2 separate regions of the Sus scrofa genome follow, and region 2 is linked to region 1. A link is a contact called in public Hi-C data. All regions are on one chromosome and are shown on one strand. Each heading gives the region's core, a stretch centred on a gene start, on an enhancer-like site or on the middle of the called end of the contact. The rest is flanking DNA. Distances are from core to core; before and after follow the strand shown.

Region 1 (4,034 bases), core at 161-2,660:
TAATATCCTGGATGGGATCCTGGAACCAAAAAAGAGCATTAAGTAACAGCTTCAGGATATACGAAAGGATGTATGGCCTTTCATTAATGTTATGAACACTGGTTGGGACAAATGTACCATACTGATGTGGGATGCCCATTAACAGGAGAAAACTGGCTGCAGGATATATGAGAACTCTGTATTGTCTTGGCAACACTTCCACAACTCTAAATCTATTCTTAAACTACAAGTTCAAAAATAGATCATCCCTTGCCCCAAAGACCCTTGAATCAGGAAAAAATTTCTCTCAATACATACTATGAGAATCAACTGGTGCATTTGTTAAAAATGCAGATTCTCAGACCCCACTCCAGAACTAGAGTCAGAATGGGGGCGGGGCAGGGTCTGCATTGCACAAGGTGATTCTTAGGCACTTTAATGGTGGTGAGTCACTGTCTCCATCCAAGGTTTCCCTCCCCTGGCACACCTAAATAGCCGCCAGTGAGGGACTGACCCTTCCAGCCTCTAACTCACGCCCTAGGGCTTCACCTTCTGCGGGGACAACGATCCTCCAAAAATCCTAAACTCTCAGTTGATACTGGCGTAGTCCGCCACTAGAAAAAAAAAAAAAAAAAGGTTCCAGTTTCTGGCCTCTCACCTTTCTAAACAGACCTTGGGGTACCTGTTATGCCTCCAGACAAAAACCTATCCAGCATTCGGCCCTTTGAAAGAGCCCAACCGCGCCCCGCACTAGTGGTCCTGCACTTCCCCCGACCCCTCTTCCTAAAAAGGAAGAGGCACAGCATCCCACAGGCTCATCCTCTTCAGCAGACAGACGCTCCCCAGCTCACTCTCTGGCCGTCTCAAGAGCCACCCTCACCGGGTGCCCTCCCCAAGGAGAAGAGCCCCCAGGCCCCGTTGCCCAAAGTGAGGGAGGATTTGAGCCCCAGCCTTGTCACTATCTAGACCTGTCACTTACTCGGTGGACCTCCGGATCCTTATCTGTTACACCTAACTGCCTCTACAGGATCACCTTAAACCAGCCTGGGCGGACTCGAGCCACGCAGTCCACGCACCCCGACAACCAGCCCAGAGGCGGCGGGGCTGCGCCGCGGGGGCTTGTGGGGCGGGACGGGGCGGACCCCTGGCGCCCCCACAACCGCCCCGCCCCACCATCCCACCCCCTCAGCTCACAGCCAGCTCACCCCACTGCCCCCTGCTCACCCCGCCGCCGCTGACCGCTCCGATGCCGTCGAACTCCCGGCCCAGCCCGTCAGAGTCGTCGAGCACGTACGAGCTGCCAGGCGCAAGCAGCGCGCACAGCAGCAGGGTCACCGCGACTTGGCCCGCCGAACCCGCGGCAGCCGTCATGACTTTCACTCGGCGTTGCCGGGAAGCCTGGAGTCGGCGCTCAGCCATTGTGTGGGTCACATGACTCCGGCGCCCAGGGAGGCGGGTCTGGTCGCCGCCATGATGGAGAAGGGCAGGAGTTCGCTGGCGCCCCCGCCGCCATGTTGAGTGTGGGCCGCAGGTCGCTGACGCAGCCACCGAAGTGCTGCGGGAGGACAGAAGGAGCCTCCTCTAGTCGCCTCCATACGTCAGGGTCTGACTCCGGCTTTGGCGTGTATCGCTTCACTGCCCCTCTTCTGGCTTCACCTACTGGAGCCTTTGGCGAAGAGAAGGTGGATGGCCAAGGCCAAGGGAGCGGGCAGTGAATGGCCCAACGCAGACGTCCCCCAGCATTTCCAGGCGTATCTACCATGTGCCACCAGGGGGCAGAGCTAAAAACGGACAGGCTTGCAGCCTCTATACTAGTCCATCTTCAGCGGTCACCATGGTTGAGTCATTTAGCTTTCTGGGCCTGAGTGTCCTCTTAATGTGAGAGGAAACAAGAAGAGCAGCCACACGGGGCACGTATAATTAAACATAAGGCGACAGACATGCAGTATATCTTCACTGACTGCCCTTACACATGAGAACTTCAGTTTGGCGCTTGCCATCCTGAGTAAAACAGGAACCACTGCAGCTGCCCACCTGTAGCACACCCCCCCCCACCCCAGTGGAGCTCAGGGTGGAGACCAGGAGTGAGGCACTCTGTGCTCTGGGAAAACTGAAAGAAATGATCTTTAGATAGTTAGATGTTTTTAGGAGAAGATTTTTATGAGCCCAGTTCTTACATCTTATATCTAGAAAAACGCAAAAATCCGTCAATGATGGCTAATGTCTGTGACCAGTAGTAACCTTCACAAGACCCACAACAAACTTCTGTAAAGTGTGTGCATAGCTGCATTACCTCCCCCTTCTCCTTTATGACTTAGATCTTGATAGTCCCCCTTTCCTCTTTGGGGCGGTATTTCTGCCCCTGGGCTGTAATTAGTGGGCCAAACAAAAGATGTCAGGGTCACCTGTGAGAACAGCCACTCCCAAGGGTGGGCCACTGAGCCCTGGGGAACTCAGGAAAGCGTTATCAAAGGAGTGATTCTGGTTAAGCCCAGAACTTTACTGTGTTCCCATAGAAATGGTTTTCTGTAAACCTGGTTATCTGTACATCTTTTGTTCCTACTAGTTCCCCATTGCTGCAAAAACTCATATATCCTCGCTCCCCCCCTCACCTCCTCAGAGCAGTTTCCCGAGGCTGCCTGAGATGCTCTCCTGGGCTTAAGTCCTAATTTCACCCCAAATAATACTTAACTCTCAACTTTTCAGATTGTATTTTTTTCAATCCACACACACACACACACACACACACACACACACACACACACACTTAACAAAAGTTAGCTGACAGGTTCTTCATCCTGGTAACTACTGTGTAACTTAATAAGCTACGTCCTGCTTCCAGTTGAAATGGTTCCAGGCAGTAAACCCTAAACTGGTAGGGAAATTGTGAATTGTCCTGAGAGTCCTGTCGCATCTGGCTTCCTAAGCGAGCAAACATTAATGACTGACTTTCAGTTGTCCTGCTCAGCCGTTGGTCAACATTGTGGTGAGCCCTTCCCCCAAGCAAGTGACAGTTACTGAGGGACCGTTGGCCCTCCCCCCCCCTTTCTCCTTATAAAAGGAGTCTGAATTGGGACTGAAGCAAGATGCGTTTTTGAGACACTAGTCTGCCATCTTCTCCGTCTGCTAGCTTTCTGATTAAAATCATTATTTCTTGCCCCAACAACTCGTCTCCAAATTTATTGGCCTGTCGTGGGGCAAGCAGAGCAAACTTGGGTTCAGTAACAGCTTGGTCTGAAATTCCTGATTTCCTTGGTATTGAAGTCAAATGAAGAGAGAAGACTCTGGGGGAGGCGTTTCTGATCCCAAAATCTCACTTGGCAGAGCTGTGAAATTGGTAATCCAGAAATACCCAAATGTCTCGGAGAAGACCCCAAAGCCATAAGCCGCAGGAGCCTCTGTCTGCAGGGTCCTATTTGGAATCTGATGGTTTTACCCCTTATTTGCAAACCCATATGTAAGTGTCAAGACCACAATTACACTCAGAGGAAAAAAAAAATCTTATCTGGGCAGTTCTGTAAACACAGTCATCGGGCCCTTGAGATGTGTCTCTGTTCTTCGTGGACAGTATGCTGCTCTTTCCATCTTCTTAAATTACTGTAGGTCCGTTATGATTTACCGAGCACAATCCCAACTTGTGTCTATTGTCCTAACATAGTTATTAATGGTGCCCCTTTCACCCTCAAAAGGGTTCGGCTTGGGAGAGGTAATTTGTGTATTGGCCACTAGTTTTCTTCCATTTCTTCTCCTTCCACCACCCCCCATAAAGCACATGTCTGAACTACTTTCCTAATAACCACCATTCTATGAGTCAAGTCAATAACTACACAAGCGCCATAGATTCCTCTTCCCAGAACTCACTCTGATCCATCAGTTCTAACACAATTTTTTTTTTTTCTGCCCTGCAGCATATGGAGTTCCCAGGCCAGGGATCAGATCCAATCCACAGTTGCAACACTGGATCCTTTAACCTACTGTGCCGGCCAGGGATCAAACCTCCGTCCTGAGTGGTGCCACAGTGGGAACTCCTAACACTATTTTAAGTATGAGCTTAA
Region 2 (4,476 bases), core at 413-2,912, 350 kb after region 1:
AAGCAAAATCTACTTTTCATACCCCAAATCTATTTTCATAAGAGGAACTGGCATCGCCTTTGTGTAAATCAAATCACTGTGTTGCCTCCCCCAGGGGTATTTGCCCTTCATGCTTTACTTCTAGCTCAATTTAACAAATGCTTACTGGAAGCCTATTATATACAAGGTATTTCCCAGATTCTAGAAGTGGAATAAAAGCCTTCATGTTCTTAGACAGGGATTTCAAACATTAATGAGTAGGTAGGCAAGGGAGTTTTTCTCTGGATAACATCTGACCCTCTGCCCCTGTACCCTTCTAAATGACCTTTGTTGTTAGGCATCACAGAACCACTACACACATTTCCACATTCCTCACATTTTGAATCTAATTTTCCCCTTGCCCTGGGATCTTAAAGAATCAGTAGCACAAGCATTACCATAACCAAATTTCTGGCTTATTCCACTTTTCTTTTCATAGCATTTCTGACTTACTCCCTTATGCCTAAATTCCTTAATACCCTGAAGAAGACAAAAGTCTTAAAAGAGAGAAAACTATTGTTGAACATCTCATTTTGCCAGGCACTCTACATGTTAATCCTTGCAACTACAAAATTAGTGGCATACTTTCCATCTTAGAAAAAAGGGATCTGAGGCTCAGAGAGGTTTAGAAACTAATTCAAGTAGTTTAGGAACTAATTGTGGCAGAAAACTCACAATTAAGTTCCACAAATCTGACTCCAAAGCCAGTAATTTTTCCATCACAGCACAGGTTCTCAAACGGGATTGGAGTGGAGTGGGGTGGGGGGTCTGCCTCTCAGGTGATCTTTGGCAACATCTGGAAACATCTTTGGACACAACCACGGGTGGAGTGCAAGCAGTGGGTAGGGGCCAGGGACGCTGCCAAACATCCTCCCCGCCCCAACGAAGAATTATGCATCTGGCCGAAAATGTCAATAGAGCCACTGCTGAGGACACATGGCAGAACGCTCCCAGGCTCCATTCTGTGACTCCCAAGGATTCAAAAGTAACCGCTTTAAAATTAAACAAATTGTAGAAAGCCATGGAAAAATCAACGCCTCGTTCATGTTGCAATACTCTTCCAACATAAGGGAAAACCGATTTTATTAAGACAAAAAAGGCGGAGGGGGATGGTGAAAGGAGGAGGGAAGCTAAGGAAGCAGGAAAGAAACACAAACTGATTATCCGGGTTAAAAATCAAGATATAAATATGTGGGTGTTTTTCATTCTCATGATTTTTCACTAATTCAAATGTTCATGGGTTACTTTGAGATGTAATTATTTGGAATTGGTTAAATGTTACCCTGACCACAGCCAACATGGGCGTTTTGACTTTTTCCTGGGACCCAGGGGACACAGATGCCAGATGAAACCACCACTTCTTCCTGTTCTTCCCGCTGGGACAAGGCCTGTCAGGTGCTGGCGGCTTGACTCCTGACAAGCAGCCGCTCTGTGGACTACTGGCAGAGTCCCAGAGCAACAGACTGGCGCTTAAGGTTCTTTCCCTGCCGGGCCCCTCCATCCCGGCACCTCCATCCCGGCACCCTCCCGGCTTTCCTCCCCTCTGCGGCTACCCCCGGGGGCGGGGCAGCGAGAGCGCACGTCCCAACGCCGTGACGTCACAATCCCGGCGCCGTGGAACCCGCCCTTAGCAACCGGCCTTGCGACAGTCTCCATCCGCTGCCGCCCCCTCGCCGGCCCCTTGTTGCCAAACCTCTGCTGCGGGGGCTGGCCGGGCACGGGGAAGGACCGAAGGGGACCCGGCTGTACCCACGGCGGCTGCAAGAGGTCTAAGCATGGATGGCAGCCGAAGAGGTAAAGGGCAGCTGTCGCGAGCTACCGCTAGCCATCTCGCGCCGGCCGGCTGTCGGGCCTTCGGGTCCAGGCTGCGCGGTTCTAGGCCGAGCGCTGGGCGCTCCCTGTCCCCTTTTTAGTCGCCAGTGTTGACCCGAGTGTTGCCCCGTGCTGCCTAGGCTTCTTGCATCAGAGGAAGCCTTGCTTGTGGGGTTCACAGGTCCGCTTCTTGCTCTGAATTTGTTGCCCTGCCTCCAGGAGACCCTGCCCCTGGAATTCGAGGTCGGAGACGAACCAAAATTGGTGTTTGGAGTGAGACTTCTCTGGGCCCCCAAATCAAGCCCCGCTGCACTCCTCAGGAGTGGCCCTCAGTTATCCCAGCTTTTGAACGTGGTGGTACAAACGCCTCTGTCTTGGAGCTCTTGGGGATTAAATGCAGATGATACATACAAAGCTCTTAGCACAGTATAAATACTCAGTAAATACGAAATCCTCCATATTGTAACCCCATCCCCGCCCCACCAAACTAGTGAGTAACCCAGGGATTCTCTAACTTTAGTGTGAGTAGGAATAGTGCTAAAATTCAGTAGGTCTGATGAGGACTGAGCCTTTGCATTTCTAATAAACTTCCAAATAATGCCGTGTTGCTGGCTGTAGTTTTAGTAGCAAAGGCCTAATCCGTAATCTGCTCTTGACTGAATAGCCTGGTTAAAGTGGACATTACAGTGGATCCACTGGAGCCACGTAACTTTAAACATCTATGCCTCAGACCGATCCAGATCATTTGCATTTTCTGAGCAAGGCGTTTAAGGCAATCTCCAGACCTCTTCTGGCAATTTAGTGTTCTTATGTTTTAAACTGTACCTTTAAAGCCAGCTGCTAGATGGTTCCTTGCAATCAGTCTTGTTTGAATACAGGTGTGCCTTTATTATGTAATCTTTGATCAAAAAAAGTGCTGATCTGAATGTAGGAAATAACTGTATATTAGTAACCTAAGTTCCAGGAAAAGCAAACCAACATGCCTTTATGGTTTTCAGAAATTTTACCACATAAGTTAACATTACCTTTGCTGTGTACCAGAAAATATTTCTGAATTTCCTTAGTTTTAAATGCACAAAACATCTTGTATTATTCTCATTTCACAGTGAATAAAAGTAATTTGCCCAAGTCACAGTAAGTGGCACAACAGGCTTTGAATACAGGTGTAATGAATGTGAAACTAGTGCCATTGTTTCGTTTACTATTCCTTTGTAGAACTGGGAGCATGGGAAAGGATGTATGTCAAATTTAGAGTATAATGGCCTTAATAAGACAGTAAGTCTCAGTGTTTATTAAATTTTTTAAAATCAGGTTCATGTCAAGAGATAATACGGGAGTTCCCGTAGTGGCGCAGTGGTTAACGAATCCGACTGGGAACCATGAGGTTGCGGGTTCGGTCCCTGCCCTTGCTCAGTGGATTAACGATCCGGCGTTGCCGTGAGCTGTGGTGTAGGTTGCAGACGCGGCTCGGATCCCGCGTTGCTGTGGCTCTGGCGTAGGCCGGTGGCTACAGCTCCGATTAACCCCTAGCCTGGGAACCTCCATATGCCGCGGGAGCGGCCCAGGAGATAACAACAACAACAACAACAACAACAAAAAGACAATACCGTTTATATTTCCATAACTTACCCAATTAGCTTCATTTTTAGGACATTATATAATGTATGGTATCAAACATTAATTTTGAGTTTTTAAGAAAAATGTAATATTCCCCAGATATCTGGGGTAGTCAGTTCTCCTATACATAATTATTAATAGGAAACCATATTTTAGCCAACGCTAAAATAATTTTAATTGAAAATTTTGCGCTTTCTAAATTTGTTAGATTTCATTGAAGTTACCTGTGATGATTTCAAGAGCACAAAATGTTAAGGCATCTAAAGTTAAAATTTATTTATCTTTTGTCATTTATTCTCTGTGACATTTGCTATCTTCTCTGTATACCTACTTTTCCTTTTTCTATGGACTGCAGAGAAACATACATACATTAGAAAGGAGTTTGGAGGTCATAAGCTGCATACAGAGAATAAACTGTATTTCTTAGCCTGTTTCATATGGTAAAGTAAATTAGAGCATGGTTTAACTCCTAAGCAGTTTATATTGATCAAGATAGGATAATGGTTAAGACTCAGGAACCAGAGTGCCTGGATTCAGATCCAAAATCTGTCACATTTTAGTTGTATAACCTTGGATAAATTGCATCGCTTTATCTCTCTGTGCTTCATCTATAAAGCGGGGATAATGATAGTACCTATGTCCTAGGATTGTTGTAAGGATTAAGTGAATTTGTAGCTACGAAGTGATTAGCACTGTGTCTGGCATGGTTAGCAGTGTTCAGTAAGTTAGTTATTTGACTGCAGGCGAAGAAACCCAACTCAAACTGGCTGAAGCTTAAAATGGGAACTTTTGAGCGCAGGTAGAGAAAGTCTAGGGTGGGTAGAGCTCCAAACATAGTTAGATCCTGGTATTCAAATGATGTTACCAGGTTTCTCTTTCCATCTTTGTTCCACTTTCCTCTGTTTAGGCTTCATTCTCCGTCTCAGACGGGTTCCCATTGTGCAGTGCAGGCTGGCCACCAATAGTGCCAGGCTTGTTTATATTCTAGGGATTTCCCAATAGTTCCAATAAATAAAAGTCCCAGGATTG

The links. A called contact is a pair of places that touch in the nucleus more often than the background predicts.
Region 2: a Hi-C map of embryonic fibroblasts shows a contact between it and region 1, with 4 times the contacts expected there. The contact joins the promoter of SPATA7 here to the promoter of GALC in region 1. A contact is called at or near these places in 3 of 5 promoter capture datasets (fetal liver, fetal skeletal muscle and liver), 6 of 47 Hi-C or Micro-C datasets (embryonic fibroblasts, fetal skeletal muscle, heart right ventricle and 2 more) and 2 of 2 datasets of contacts at active chromatin or transcription factors (alveolar macrophages and skeletal muscle).

Annotation. Positions count from the first base shown.
Region 1 is chr7:109,959,997-109,964,030 of Sscrofa11.1, forward strand. GALC (galactosylceramidase) reads right to left here and starts at 1,411. Exons shown (of 17, transcript NM_001243631.1): 1 at 1,204-1,411. The coding sequence starts at 1,398.
Region 2 is chr7:110,307,800-110,312,275 of Sscrofa11.1, forward strand. SPATA7 (spermatogenesis associated 7) reads left to right here and starts at 1,663. Exons shown (of 12, transcript NM_001177908.1): 1 at 1,663-1,812. The coding sequence starts at 1,794.